Linked DNA regions of Pan troglodytes: region 2 is linked to region 1. A link is a contact called in public Hi-C data. All regions are on one chromosome and are shown on one strand. Each heading gives the region's core, a stretch centred on a gene start, on an enhancer-like site or on the middle of the called end of the contact. The rest is flanking DNA. Distances are from core to core; before and after follow the strand shown. Region 1 overlaps LOC104004758 (a long non-coding RNA gene). Region 2 holds the start of ENAH (ENAH actin regulator).

Evidence for each region. Hi-C and Micro-C count contacts between places; a contact is called where the count stands out from the background.
Region 2: a Hi-C map of stem cell-derived neural progenitor cells shows a contact between it and region 1, with 2.4 times the contacts expected there. The contact joins the promoter of ENAH here to the enhancer-like site in region 1. A contact is called at or near these places in 2 of 7 Hi-C or Micro-C datasets (blood and stem cell-derived neural progenitor cells).

What each region holds. Positions count from the first base shown.
Region 1 is chr1:23,595,481-23,598,363 of NHGRI_mPanTro3-v2.0_pri, forward strand. It overlaps LOC104004758 (a long non-coding RNA gene), which reads right to left. Exons shown (of 4, transcript XR_001712919.3): 2 at 842-1,691. Among named protein-coding and RNA genes, the nearest start is that of ENAH, 49 kb to the right of the region's middle. Within about 2 kb of position 1,506, at least 5 of the 24 cell types and tissues checked have an H3K27ac peak or open chromatin away from gene starts, as enhancers often do. A contact at or near this core is called in stem cell-derived neural progenitor cells, where this site is marked.
Region 2 is chr1:23,644,454-23,647,336 of NHGRI_mPanTro3-v2.0_pri, forward strand. ENAH (ENAH actin regulator) reads left to right here and starts at 1,416. Exons shown (of 16, transcript NM_001328283.1): 1 at 1,416-1,450.

The DNA of each region.
Region 1 (2,883 bases), core at 256-2,755:
GGAGACGATCAGAATACTCAGCGCTCCTATTGGGGTGCCCAAAGCTAGGCTGATGGGTGAAGGAATGCTTCTCTAAGGAACCCTTCATCTTAGAGCTGAAGAATAAGCAGGGGCTGCAAGGCCCCAAATGGGGAAAGAGGGTTCTAGGGAAAAGGAGGGACAGAGAGAGAGCCCTGGAGCAGACAGACACACAGGAGGCTGCTGAAATAGTGTCCTGCAGGTCTCTAGAGCCCATGCCAAGGATGGTGCATTTTATCTCAAGAGCTATGGAAATCTCCTGAAGGATTTTAAGCCAGGGGTGGGCAAAATGGTCAGATTTACCTTTTAAAAATCATACTTTTACTTTCCCAATAATTTAAACACAGCAGATTTTCATAATAATTGTAACAGGGAACTAACAATTCATTACAGAGATTTTCGCATGTGAACAAAAAGTTTGGGGCTGCTAATCTATCGCAAGAGTTATTTTTGATTCCCATGGCTCTACAAACACATGATGTAGACAGTCACTTACATCTCCAAAGAGGTCGCTATGCTCCTTCTGCCTCCTCCTCTCAGTCCCTACCATCCTCTAAGTAGCATCTTAAGAAGAGCGGCTGTGTGAGGTATGTGACCAAACTCCACCCACTCCTCTTCTTTTGCACTAACAGAACCACAATTTAGTTCAAGCCAGCAATATTCCCAGGAAAAACTCATTTTTAAACCTATTAAAAGTGACCATGTGACACAGTTCTGGCCAATGGGAAGACAGCAGAAATCTGCTGAGGATTCAGGGAAACCTTTTGCTTTCCAGATGAAAGGAAGCCGTCTGGCTAGTACAGTCCTGTCCCCTTCTTCCTACCTTAAAAATCAGTCGTGAGTCCCAGAGGTGCTGCAGCCATCTTGCCACCATGAGGCAACAAGCGCAAAGATGACAATCCAACATGGTAAGGTTGATGGGACAGAAAGAAACTGAGTCCTTGAGAACTCGGCCTCTGTCCACTTCTGTTCTTCTTGTTACATGAGAAAAATAAACCCCTATAGGCTGAAGCTGCTGTAAGTCTGGTTTTCTGATGCTTCAAGTTGAAAGTAAGTGAGCTTCCCAATTGGAAATGGATGGTCCACAAAATCAGATCAACTTGCATAGCACAGTATTCTCCCCCCTGCGGCTGTTCCCATCTTTGAACATTTAGATATTTCAAAGGAAAAAGCCTTTTCTATTATTTCTGACATCGCTTTGCCCTTCTCACCAGGAGCTGTAACGGGATAAGTAGGCTCTGTCACGGGTCCTTTGTTTCCTAAAAGGGGAAGGCCGGCGACGAGGCTTCATGGAAAATGCTGATATACTACACCACATCAGAATGTGCTGTTCTCATTTATTTTTTAATACAAACCCATCTTTGCATGTGGGCACTGGCAAAGAGTTGATGGTTATGAAATGTTGGGCGACAGTGGTAATATGGGAGGTGACACACAGCAAAGGAATCTCGTCTTCAAATTACACAGAACACAAAACCATTGTGGTTCATGACATAGCTCCCACATTCTTTCCGTATTTATCCAACGGGGCTCCAGTGAATTGGATGGTGCCTTCTATTTGTTTAGTGAGTGTGTAAAACTCCTGGACAGGGTTGTGTGAAGCAATGTGTAAAAGCCACAGTCGCCAGCCTGTTACCGCTACCTTATGTCCATTTTCCTCTGTGCCACGAGCTCTGCGGAGAACCAATGAGAACAGTTGGTACAAAACTCAGGGAAGAAGTTCAGGAAGTAGTTGTCAGAAATGATGCACGCTACAGTTACTATATTCAGTGCCAAAGCAATTCATTTATCTTTACAGACACACACAAGCAGAAAGGGTGAATTCAAAGGTAGTCCTCTGGGCAGAGAAAACATTGCAATTCTAGACACACACTGTCAAGAAGCCCATATGTCTGCAATGTAAAGGGCTTTTTTAAGATTATAAGCTGTCTTTCAAACACAGCAGCTTCTTCTAAAAATAATTCCATTTGATCAGACAAAGTGGGAAGAATGCTACTGGTTGGTATCTCAGGGGCAAAGATAGAATCAAAACAGAGTATAATCTCTCATGCCTACAAAAGGGCCCCAGGAAGGACTATTCATCAAAGAGGAGATGTTTTAAAGGAACACATACACTATGAGAGTGGCCAAAGGAAAATAGAAAATGCTGAAATATATGCAAAATGAAGCCTCTGTGGTTTATAATGAGGCTGAAATCTCACTGATGGGGTCTGGCTTAACTCTGAATTAAGAGAATGAAGCTGAAATCCCCATGACCTTGAGGCAGCAGCTGAAGACTTCAATGTATGTACATTTTCGGTCACTCAACTTTTGTAACATCTGGAGCATGATTAATGCTGTGAGGGGTTTAAGAACTTTTATTGGCACTAATAGTCATTGGTTGCCACTAAAAAATGGTCCTGCTGCCAGCAAAACAAATGGTTAGGCATTTAAAGCCCCTATCAGGGTGGAAAAGGGCATTTTGCCAATTTTAGTTTCCTCTTGGAAACTGTGTGGTCAATTTTCCAAACTATGTTTGAACTTCAAAAGTCCATACTTGCTGCACTGGGTTAGATGGGCTTCCTGGTATTTCAAAGAAGTTTACAAAATCTTTGGAAAGTCTAAAAGTTTTAAGATCACAATTTGGAGAAAAAAGAAATATTATCAATATATGTGCAGAAAAATACCTTAGGAAAATTTAAAATATTAACAGCAGTTATATGTGGAGTAGTGGAATTACTACTTCTTTACACATTTTGCATTTTCCAAAATTTCTATTATAATCATACATTATTTTTATAATCAAAAGACTTTATAAAGTACTTTTAAGAAGAAAAAAATTGTTTCAAGACTTCCTTCAAAAAACCAGGCAGCTTTCTATAAAGA
Region 2 (2,883 bases), core at 166-2,665, 49 kb after region 1:
CTCCCACACTCCCGGCCGGCGCCTCGGCTTTGTGCGAGGAGATGGTGTAGCCCCCTGGCCGCCGAAGGAGGAGCCGGACACTTGTCTCCCGTCTCCGAGCTGCTCCCCACCCCTGGAGGAGAGACCCCCCTCGGCTCGGCGCCTTCTGCGTCTCCCGGCTGGTGGGGAAGCCTCTGCGCCGCCGGCACCATGAGGTGAGGGGCGCGCGGGGCGGGGGCCGGGCGGGCCATTGTGCCGCGGGAGCCGCGACCCCCGTTCTCCTCGGACCCCGCCTTCCCTCTCCCGGCCCGGCGCGTCTCCCCTGGTCTCCGGTCTGTTCCTCCCCCTTCCCCCTTTTGTCCCTTCCAATTTCTCTTTCTTTCTTGGAAACCTCCCCAACCCGTGTGGTTTGGGGGTCTCGCTTCATCGTTCTCTCATTTTTCCTCAAATGCTCTTCTTTCACCCAGGATTTCCCTTCCTAAATTTAATTTGCGCCTAGCTCCCTCCCCCAAGCCTTTGCAAGCGAAACCCGGGAGATGGGGAGGGGTTCGAGAATCGAAGCGTGCGTGTTGCTGGGAAACAGGTATTTTTTCGTATATATGTAAAAATTTCATGCACTTTTGCCTCCGAACTCTCGTGTTTAATTAAAAAAGGCAGAAAAGTTTGAAAGGTCTGAAATCTCTGCGGGTAATAAAGTGCCTCTGGTAGGGGTAGGTGAAGGAGCTGTGAAAGGCGAAATTTCACGATGGTGGGGGAAGGGAAAGAATTGATTAGGTTCACGTGGTGGGGGCAGTAAAAGACTGGGATAAGTAAGTTGGTAGGGGTGTGTAAGCGGGGGCGGGGAAGGGATCTGTTTGGAAAAGCCTTTTCTCCCCTTTCTCTGTAGCAGCCTGTGTTGCATTGCAGCAGCTGCTTTTTCCCTTTGCTCTGTAATCAATAAAACAGGAGCTAAATTATTTTTGCGGCCCCGAAGAAGAGAATTGAATGTACTGTCGTAAAATATTTTTTTAATTGATACGATGAAACATATGGTGTGATATTTTTCTTTATTGTTTCTCAAATTGTGTAGGAGAATAAACCGTGATGTGGTGTGTCATTCATTGGAGATTTTTTTTCCAGCCTTTCCTAAACCTGTTTTGTGTCCATAACCTTCTCTTTTCGGATTGGTGCAAGACTTCGTGAGAAATGGGACTTGGTAGACTGAAGGCTGATCCATTCTGCGTTATCATCCTTAAAGGCCTTCCTTGTGGGTTAAACAATTGTGGATAAAGTAAATTACTCCATTTCTCTCTCCTGGAAGAGATAGTCTTACAGTTCATTTGGATTTGAATCTCCTTTGTGTTAAAGATTAATGGCCAACCGTTGCTAAGACCTTTATAATGTAATACAATGAGATTTGAATGATATAATCTACAAATTCCTTCGCTTTGGCAAGAAAATGTCATGTCATTGGAATTCTTTCTCAATTTCGGTAGTTTCCATTTTAAACTTTGCTTTTCATTTTTTTTTTCTATCAAGGTTAAACGTGTTTCCATTTTGCTTTTATATATATATTGTGATATATCTTTGTTGAATTTTTACTTAGGCTTACTGTGAATTTGAATTTTTTTCTCTGATTCCAAGTTACCTGTATTTATGATGGCCTTAAAGAGTGAGTTTAATGTGGTGTCTCTAGGCGACTGAACCCTTTTCCCTTGATGATTTCACACAAGTTATTTTCAAATATAAGCAATGAGTTTAAATAGTAATTATAGCATACAAACCAAAAAACACAATCTTTGTAAAATATGGCTTGAAAACTTTGAGTCATATGTTTGAGCATGACTTTTTTTTTTTTAATCAAGTTACTGATGTCCTTGAAAACTCAGGAACTATAATATACATACTGTTATATCTTGTAATATTATATGTTGTTGGTTTCTGTTTTAGAGATCTAATGCCGTAGGGATCTTGCAGACCAGAAGTTATCAGTTGTTTCAAACTTTGGATAAACTTATCTTAACATTGAGAAACATAAAACAGGGAAAGTTTTTTTTTTTTTTTTTTTTTTTTTAAAGATGCAGTCTTGCTCTCTTGCCCAGGCTGGAGTGCAGTGGCGCGATCTCGGCTCACTGCAACCTCCGCCTCCTGGGTTCAAGCGATTCTCCTGCCTCAGCCTCCCAAGTAGCTGGGATTACAGGCGCGTATCACCACGCCCGGCTAATTTTTTGTATTTTTAGTAGAGACAGGGTTTCACCATGTTAGCCAGGATGGTCTCCATCTCCGGACCTCGTGATCCACCAGCTTCGGCCTCCCAAAGTTCTGGGATTACAGGCGTGAGCCACGGTGCCTGGCCAAAAGTGGGTTATTTTTAAATAAAAACAGGAGTAGTTGTCTAATTCAAAGATTGTGAACTAAAAAAAAGTTACCGTTTTGGGTATTCAGTGAAGTTTAATCACTGTCATGTATAGATGTCAGTCTGTCACAGGTAAATTATGTCTTCATTTGAAAATTCCTTTTCTAATAAAAAGTAACTTCTGTTTTTCAAGCTCTTTTCTTGCTCTGTTCCTTATGAAGTGTAGAGAGAGAGGAACCACGCTGATGTTTTCCAGTAACGTAAATATAGAACTTGGTACACAGATCTGAAAAGTTTATTTAAGCAGTCTACAGTAATTCTTCGTAGGCTAATTTTGAATAAGAGCAGGAAAGAGGGTCAGCTTTTCACTTTGGAAGGAACTGGATTATTTGGCAGGTGGTTAGGTAGTACTTAGATTTGCTTAGATACCTGTAAAAGTGAGATTGGTATGGGATAAAACGTTCTTGTGCTGCTTGCAAAAGTCTTTGGAATATTCTTTGAGATATTTTGGTGCTTAGGAAGTGCTTTTCAGGTTATATTAATATATGCTTAGTCTTCATGCTTTCAAG